Linked DNA regions of Pan troglodytes: region 1 is linked to region 2. The links are chromatin contacts, called in public Hi-C maps. All regions are on one chromosome and are shown on one strand. The core of a region is the stretch at or near the end of the contact, and the rest is flanking DNA. Distances in the headings are between cores, read along the strand shown. Region 1 overlaps TEAD1 (TEA domain transcription factor 1). Region 2 holds the start of TEAD1 (TEA domain transcription factor 1).

Region 1 (3,312 bases), core at 55-2,554, 130 kb after region 2:
ACTTACTATAGGCTAAGGGCTGTAGGGAACACTTTAATTCACTGAATAATGTCAGTAACTCTGTGAAATAGATATTAGTGGCCTATTTTGCAGATGCACAAACTGAAGCTCAAAGGGGTATTTCACAGATAGTGCAGTACTGAGTTGGAGCCTTGGTTTGAACCTGAGCGTGTCTGCTTCCAAAGCCCATGCTCTTAGGTGGATTTTCAGTGATGCCAGAAGATGGTTGGACTTTCCTGAAGATGTTTATGTGCATTGTCGCCACAGAGTCAAACCAAGAATTGTATTGTTGTATTTCATTCAGAATCATAACATGCTTAATCCAGATGATGCCTCAGATGATGAAGGTGGGTTGCCCACAGGCTGTACTGATTGGTGATTCTTAAGAGTGTAAAAAAAGGAAATCACTTGATTTTGTTGTGGGGAGGCAGAATGTATCACACAATAGCTTGGTTGAGTTTGGCTTAATGTAGATATGTTTAATGTAATTAGACTGAGGGCTGAAATGGGCACCTTCAGGTCACTGTGGAGTGAGACAGAGCCCTCACTAGATTTTTGAGTCACTTGAGGTGGTTATGCCAAGCCCTGTTCACATTTCACACTTGAGTTTAAGTATTTGTGAAGGGAATATAGATCTTTGGTTTGAACTAGATATAGCTCAAAGGTTACCCATTCAGAACAGAGCATTTCAGCCTCAGGGCACCTACTTAGCCTCTAAGATGAGACCACATCTGAACCAGCCAAGTCAGCCTGGGATGAGGTTGGAGGAGAAAAATTCATGTGATAAGTCAGATTACAATGAACTTTTTTGTTATTATTTTTTGAGTGACCACAATGTGTGTGGGACTTCGAAATATGGAATAATGATGGGTTTTATTATTTCTTTTTGAGAAAAATCCAGTCACTTTTTTTTTAACCCGAGGAAGATGAATCCTGAAGAAAGGGAGATTTATCTCTGCCCTTTGAACTTAAAGCCCATAAAGTAAAATATATAGTTTAAAACAATTACATGTTCCCCTCATCTCACCGCCGCCCGACCCTTCACAGATAGTGTTTGACAAAACACTATTTAGGAAAGTGCCTGACTGGTGGTGGAGGGGCCTTGCTTCCTGTGAATCTGCATTCCCTGTGCCACTTGCTTCCTGCCCTGAGAGGTACTGGTGGCCAGGTGTTATGAATCCAGGTCAAGATGAAGAAAACACACTTTTGTCATTTCTTCAGGCATGTGGCCGACCCGACCGGGTCTCAGGTATTCCAGATATGAGCGATGTGCCGATTGCGCAAGGCTGGAAGCATTGCTCACTCGGAGATACCGAGGCCTGCTTGCCCCGAGCCCTTTGTTCTCCTGGTTGAAAGCAGTTAATTAGCAACTGTCTCCATAGCAACACCCTCATAGTCCAAAAACATTGTCTAGTTTTTCAGTTTAGCTTATCACACTGTTTACCTGAAGGGCTTTTCACTGCTCTGAGTCTCATTTGAGTTGGCGGCATGCCTGTTGGGGAAGTGAATTGTCAAGATAGAAAAAAACACCATGGTAGCAAGAAGCCGAGGAGACTTCTCTCTACCCAGCCCAACCCGGGCCCTGGATTCTGGGAAAACAGAAGTTGCGCCTGCCTAACATTTTCACCTGTATTTTTTTTTTTGTTTTGCCATAAAACTGCTGTTCTCTCCACCAAGCCCTGAATTGTGAGGATTTTGCCCCCCTTTCCCCGAGAGGCTTTCTAAGCTCTTTAATATTCCCTGTTTATAGTACATTTCCATGATTAGTCATCTTGAAACCCCGAGTGTTCTCAGCCCCTGTACGTTCGAGGAAATTTTGCTTCCCTGAGGGTCTTGGCATTTCCAAAGGCCCTTGGATGAAGGATTATGAGTCTGAATGTGAATTAGTCAGAGCAGCTTTGTTTTTAGGCATAATGAGGAAAGGCTTCTCTTTCTTGGTTTAAGTTGATTGTTTGTGGGAAGAAGGCAACTTCAGGTGGCTTGTTGGTAAAATAGGAAAGGGAACTGTAGCTTCTTTATAAGTCGTGCAATGAAGATAATTTTCATAGCTGTCATGGACTGAGTGCAGTCTGTGTGGCCCTCCGTGCCAGCTGTGTGGCCCTCCTCTGTGCCTGCTGTGTGGCTCATGGTGCCAGCTGTGTGGCTCTCCGTGCTGGGACGCTTAGGAGCTTTTATCTCACATCTGCAATGGGAAGACGGGAGGCAGATGGGAAAGAAGACTGCATTTCCTGAATGCCTACCACATTTCAGTCGCTGAGCCAGACTTTCACAAAATGAGGTCTCCTGTATCCTTCACAGCAAACCTGCTAACGAGGCCCTATTAAGTATTTTAAAGATGGGAAACTGGGGTTCCAAGGAGTCGTTGCCTGCCCAAGGTTGTGGAATTCTAATCTAGACCTGTTGGTTTACAGGACACCAACTCTTGTCCTGAAGCAGCGTTGTGGATTTGGTGGTGGAGTTAGGCGGTACGTATCACAGATTGCAGGGCTCTGGGAGACTTTTGCCAAAGAGGTTAGTTAGAATTTGGTGGTGTACATGTGTAATTAGATCCCTAAGTATGTCTCAGGAAATCATGAAGCTTAGGTCCAGTGATAAAATAGTAGAATTTAATTTTGAGGCACATGTGCCAGAGCTTATTTACCCAAACAAATGTAATTCTCTTTGAAGTATTAACTTGGAAAGACTGTGCCTTGTGATATTTCCATTCTTCAGACCTTTTTAAGGAAACTTTATGGGAGCAAGTGCTTTCCCAGCTTGCAAAATACAGCTTTGAATGCATTCAGCAGACCATTCTTGAGCATTTAACTCCCCTTAATATGGGCAGAGAAGTATGGCTTTTCCCTAGTGGTGATCCCTTGGACCTAGCATGGGTTCACTAAGAACAAGTCACCCCAGGCTAGCTTCTTTTCTTTCTTTGAAAACCTTATTAAGCAGAAAACTATAGTTGATACGATGCATAAATGAGACCTTTGATCTGCTTTTTAATTTTATCTACTGTGTTGAAAATAGAGACATAGTCTGAGCTGAATGCAAGAACTATGGTCTGAACTGCCCCTTAGTTAATACCTAAGAGTGACAAACATGTGTTGTAATGGGAGATCAGTACTATGTGATTTTTGTTGACTGTGCGATCACAGTAAGTTTGTGATGTGGCTTCTGCAGAAGCAAGTGTTACCTCGGAGTGTGCAGATAGAGGAGGATGCATACCATGTTAGAACACACCTGGAGCCAGGGGTTCTGTTTTCCTTCCTTCGCTCCCTACCTCTCTCCACTATACTGTATGCCAGGTACCTTTCTATGTGTTGGGATGCA
Region 2 (3,399 bases), core at 375-2,874:
TGGGCAAAGTGAACAAACGATTTATTATTATTTTTTACAACTGCCTGTTACTCCGATTACTTCAAGAGTTGAAATTAAAAATGTATTAATAAGACTGGGTGCAGTGGCTCACTTTTGTAATCCCAGCACTTCAGGAAGCCGAGGCAGGAGGACAGCTTGAGCCCGGGCGTCTGAGATCAGCCTGGGCAGCATGGTGAAACTGCATCTCTACAAAAAAATTTTAGAAATTAGCTAGGCGTGGTGGTGCGTGCCTGTAGTTCCAGCTATTCGGGAGGCTGAAAAGGGAGGATGGCTTGATTCCAGGGAGTCGAGGCTGCAGCGAGCCCAGATCGCACCATTGCACTCTAGCCTAGGTGACAGAGCAAGATCCTGTCTCCAAAAATAAAATAAAAAAATAATAAAAATTAAAAAAAAAGGAAAACAATGTATTAGTAAAAGTTATGTTTTGTAGAAATGTGTTGCAGTCAGTCACAGTCTAGTCTCCTCAGTTACCCACATATAGGGATATAGGGATTCCTCGGGCACAAAATATGTTGTTATTTAATCCTGAGGCCTCAGCTGGAAAAGAGAGCCAAGTGCCTAGAACGAATGAGGTCCACTGTGCGGGAACTGCTTTGCAGTTTGTTAAATAATTATAACAATCACCCGAAACTTTAGACGGTTCTGTCCCCAGTGGGTCGATTTTACCCGTTTTCTGATTTACCGACTGGGTCTATGTCACTTTTGCGTCACTACCTCCAATGGCAGGGTTAAAATGATTCCTTTAATAATGAAATGAAGTTTCTCAATAAAGAAAGGGCTAACTTAAAGTCGCCGGATGCAGCATTTTAAAGTTTAGGAAGTTACTTTTGAAAAGTACAACCGGCAGAGATGAGTGAACTTAGTTTTTTAACTGACTTGGAGAAGACCTTGCTAGCAGGGCAGGTTTATTACGAACTCTGTAATTATCCTTCTCTGCTAGGCTAAAGGTTTTCCTTTCCCAACCGTAAGACAGATTTCGACTTGAGTGAGAGCTGTGAACTTTTATAAAAGTGAAAGGGAAGAGAAGAAATGGCAGGCTGGGAATCTGGCCCGGAGACGGCGTCCACCGCGCTCGAGAGCAATAATCTGCATCACCAGAAAGGCAACTTCTCTACCCTACACTTGCAGACTTCCGCGAGTCCGGGAGCACTCAACGCAGTCACCCGCGCTTCCGCGTCCCGGACTAGGGAAACTGAGGCACGGTAGGCGCGTCGCGCATAACTCCTGCCTCGGCGCCTGCCCCCTGGAAGGAACCCAGGCTTCCAGAGTTCTTCGCGCGAGCGCAGGGACTTCCAAGCCGCACAGCTCCCGTCCGCCCCGCCCCGCCCCGCCCCGGCTCGGGACAAAGCCCGGAGCCCGCGCCGGGAGACGGAGGGCGGCTCCCGCGCGAGCCACGCTCCCCCGTGGGCGCGAGACTCCGCCCAGCTGCCGAAAGCCCGCGCCCCAACGGCGAAGCAGCCGCGCCGGTCCGCCCCGATTCCCCATGACGTCACCGGCGGCGGCAGGCCCCGCCTCCAGCCCCGGGCGGCAGGCCGCATGACGTCACCGAGGCCCCACCCCTCCGGAGCGAGTTCGGTCCTGGCGTTCATTTCATTCCTGTCCTCATTCCGAACATTCTTAGCATCGCTCGCGCCGCGCCGCGCCGCCTGAGCCGAGCCGAGCCTCTGCTGCCGCCGCCGCGGCCCCGCCGCCCGCCGCGGGCGCCCACCAAGCACTTTGCAGACTCGCTTCCACCCTGCGGGCCATTCCACGCGGCGGGGCCCGGGCCCGGGGCGGCCGCGTCCAGGGACAGGCCATGCAGTGACGCCCCCCCACCCCTCCACCTTTGCCCGGAGCGCGGGCAGCAGCCCAGCGCGCCAGCCGGCCCCGGGGCAGGAGCGGTGCTAGGCAGGGGTGGGGTGGCCGGGCCCAGGGACCGGGAGCCGGGGAGGGAGCCGGGCACCGAGCAGAGGGCGGGGGAAGCGGCGCCGAAGTTTGCCTCGGACTCGCCGGGCGCTGCGGCGGCTCCCTGGGCCGAGGTAAGTTGGCGCGCGGGGCGGATGCTGGGGTGCGGGGGGCGCACGGGGCAGCGGGGGGCCGGCGGCGCGTCCCTCGCGGGCCGCTCTTTCTTTGCGGGCTCTGCTTTGTGTGCGACGGCGGGCGGGCACGCGGAGGGCCGCGGCCGGGCCCCCACACCCGCCTCCCCGCGCCCCCTCCGAGGTGAGCGGCCGGGCGCCGCCGCGCGACTTGCCAGGACGCCAAGTTGGGCCGCGCGCTGGGAGCCCGCGCGGCAACAGGCGGCCCCCGGCGGCGGCCCTGGAGGCGCCCGGCCGGCCGCGCCGCGCCCCCCGCGCGCCCCCTCTCCCGCCGCCTGCACGCGCACACACGCACACACTCTCGGGCGCCTTGGACGGGGTGCGCTGGGGAGCCAGAAGTTCGGAGCGAGCGCGGGCGGGCAGAGCCGCCGCCTCGGAGCCCGGAGCCGGCCCGCACCCCCCTGCTTTCGCCGCCGTCCCCCGGCGCCGGGTACCCCCGAGGCCGGCCCGGGTCTGCGCAGACTTGTGCCGCTGGCGGGGGGTTCGCTCCTTCTTCTCAAAGATGAAAAAGGGCACGGTCGTCTTTGCCGCTTCTCCAGGACTGTTGCTGCCGCTGCCGCCGCCGCTTCATTGCACATTCAAGTGGAAAATTTTCAGGAGTCAGCAGAAACATTGTGTCCAAAAAAGACTGAGTCGCAGTTACCACCAAACCCAGGAGGAGACTCTCCCTGGAAAACTTCCCTTCCCTTTCGGTAGGAAATACTGGGGGATTTGTTTGTTGATTGGAAGAGAAATGATCCCCGGGGGGGAGAAAATCTGGGTACACTTCTAGTCTTTGTTCGTAACAGCAACACTTGTTTTCAAAAGTCCAGAGTCCCGCTTTAAAGAAAGTTCAACTTCTGTGACTTTTCTTCTTTTTAAAAAAATAACGTTTGTATTTTTAAAAAATCAAAGCAATATTTTTAATGAGTCGAAAACAATGAGGGCTCACACCTCCCCTCTCATGAAAATAAATGAAATCCAGATCAGAATTTTCTTTGCTTTTAAATTGCCTTTTTTAAAAGATTTATTTAAAGTTGGATAGTGTCACTATGTAAAAATATTTATGAAACAATGAAATACCAGCCACCAGCGTTTCTCAGGAGGCTTGTTAACTTCTTAGAAGCAAGTGGCTTCCTGTGATTTGCAGAAATGAAAATTGACCTCAGTGAGCCCTGGAAACTTAGAGACAGATGATGTTCCAGGAGCAGGGAATGTAAAAAGGCCATGTTTAAAAACAGTGCCTTGGAAGGAGCCCAGGTCTTGGGATAGAAAGGTCTGTTAAGCCTGCCACATTTCAAAGTAGTAAAAAGAAATACTAAAA

Evidence for each region. Hi-C and Micro-C count contacts between places; a contact is called where the count stands out from the background.
Region 1: a contact with region 2 is called in a Hi-C map of stem cell-derived neural progenitor cells, with 2.8 times the contacts expected there. The contact joins the enhancer-like site here to the promoter of TEAD1 in region 2. A contact is called at or near these places in 1 of 7 Hi-C or Micro-C datasets (stem cell-derived neural progenitor cells), 1 of 1 datasets of contacts at active chromatin or transcription factors (stem cell-derived excitatory neurons) and 1 of 1 other capture datasets (stem cell-derived neural stem cells).

The regions. Positions count from the first base shown.
Region 1 is chr9:16,958,502-16,961,813 of NHGRI_mPanTro3-v2.0_pri, forward strand. The region is part of intron 2 of TEAD1 (TEA domain transcription factor 1); the gene reads left to right. Among named protein-coding and RNA genes, the nearest start is that of TEAD1, 130 kb to the left of the region's middle. Within about 2 kb of position 1,305, at least 7 of the 24 cell types and tissues checked have an H3K27ac peak or open chromatin away from gene starts, as enhancers often do. A contact at or near this core is called in stem cell-derived neural progenitor cells and stem cell-derived neural stem cells, where this site is marked.
Region 2 is chr9:16,829,822-16,833,220 of NHGRI_mPanTro3-v2.0_pri, forward strand. TEAD1 (TEA domain transcription factor 1) reads left to right here and starts at 1,625. Exons shown (of 13, transcript XM_054662118.2): 1 at 1,625-2,039.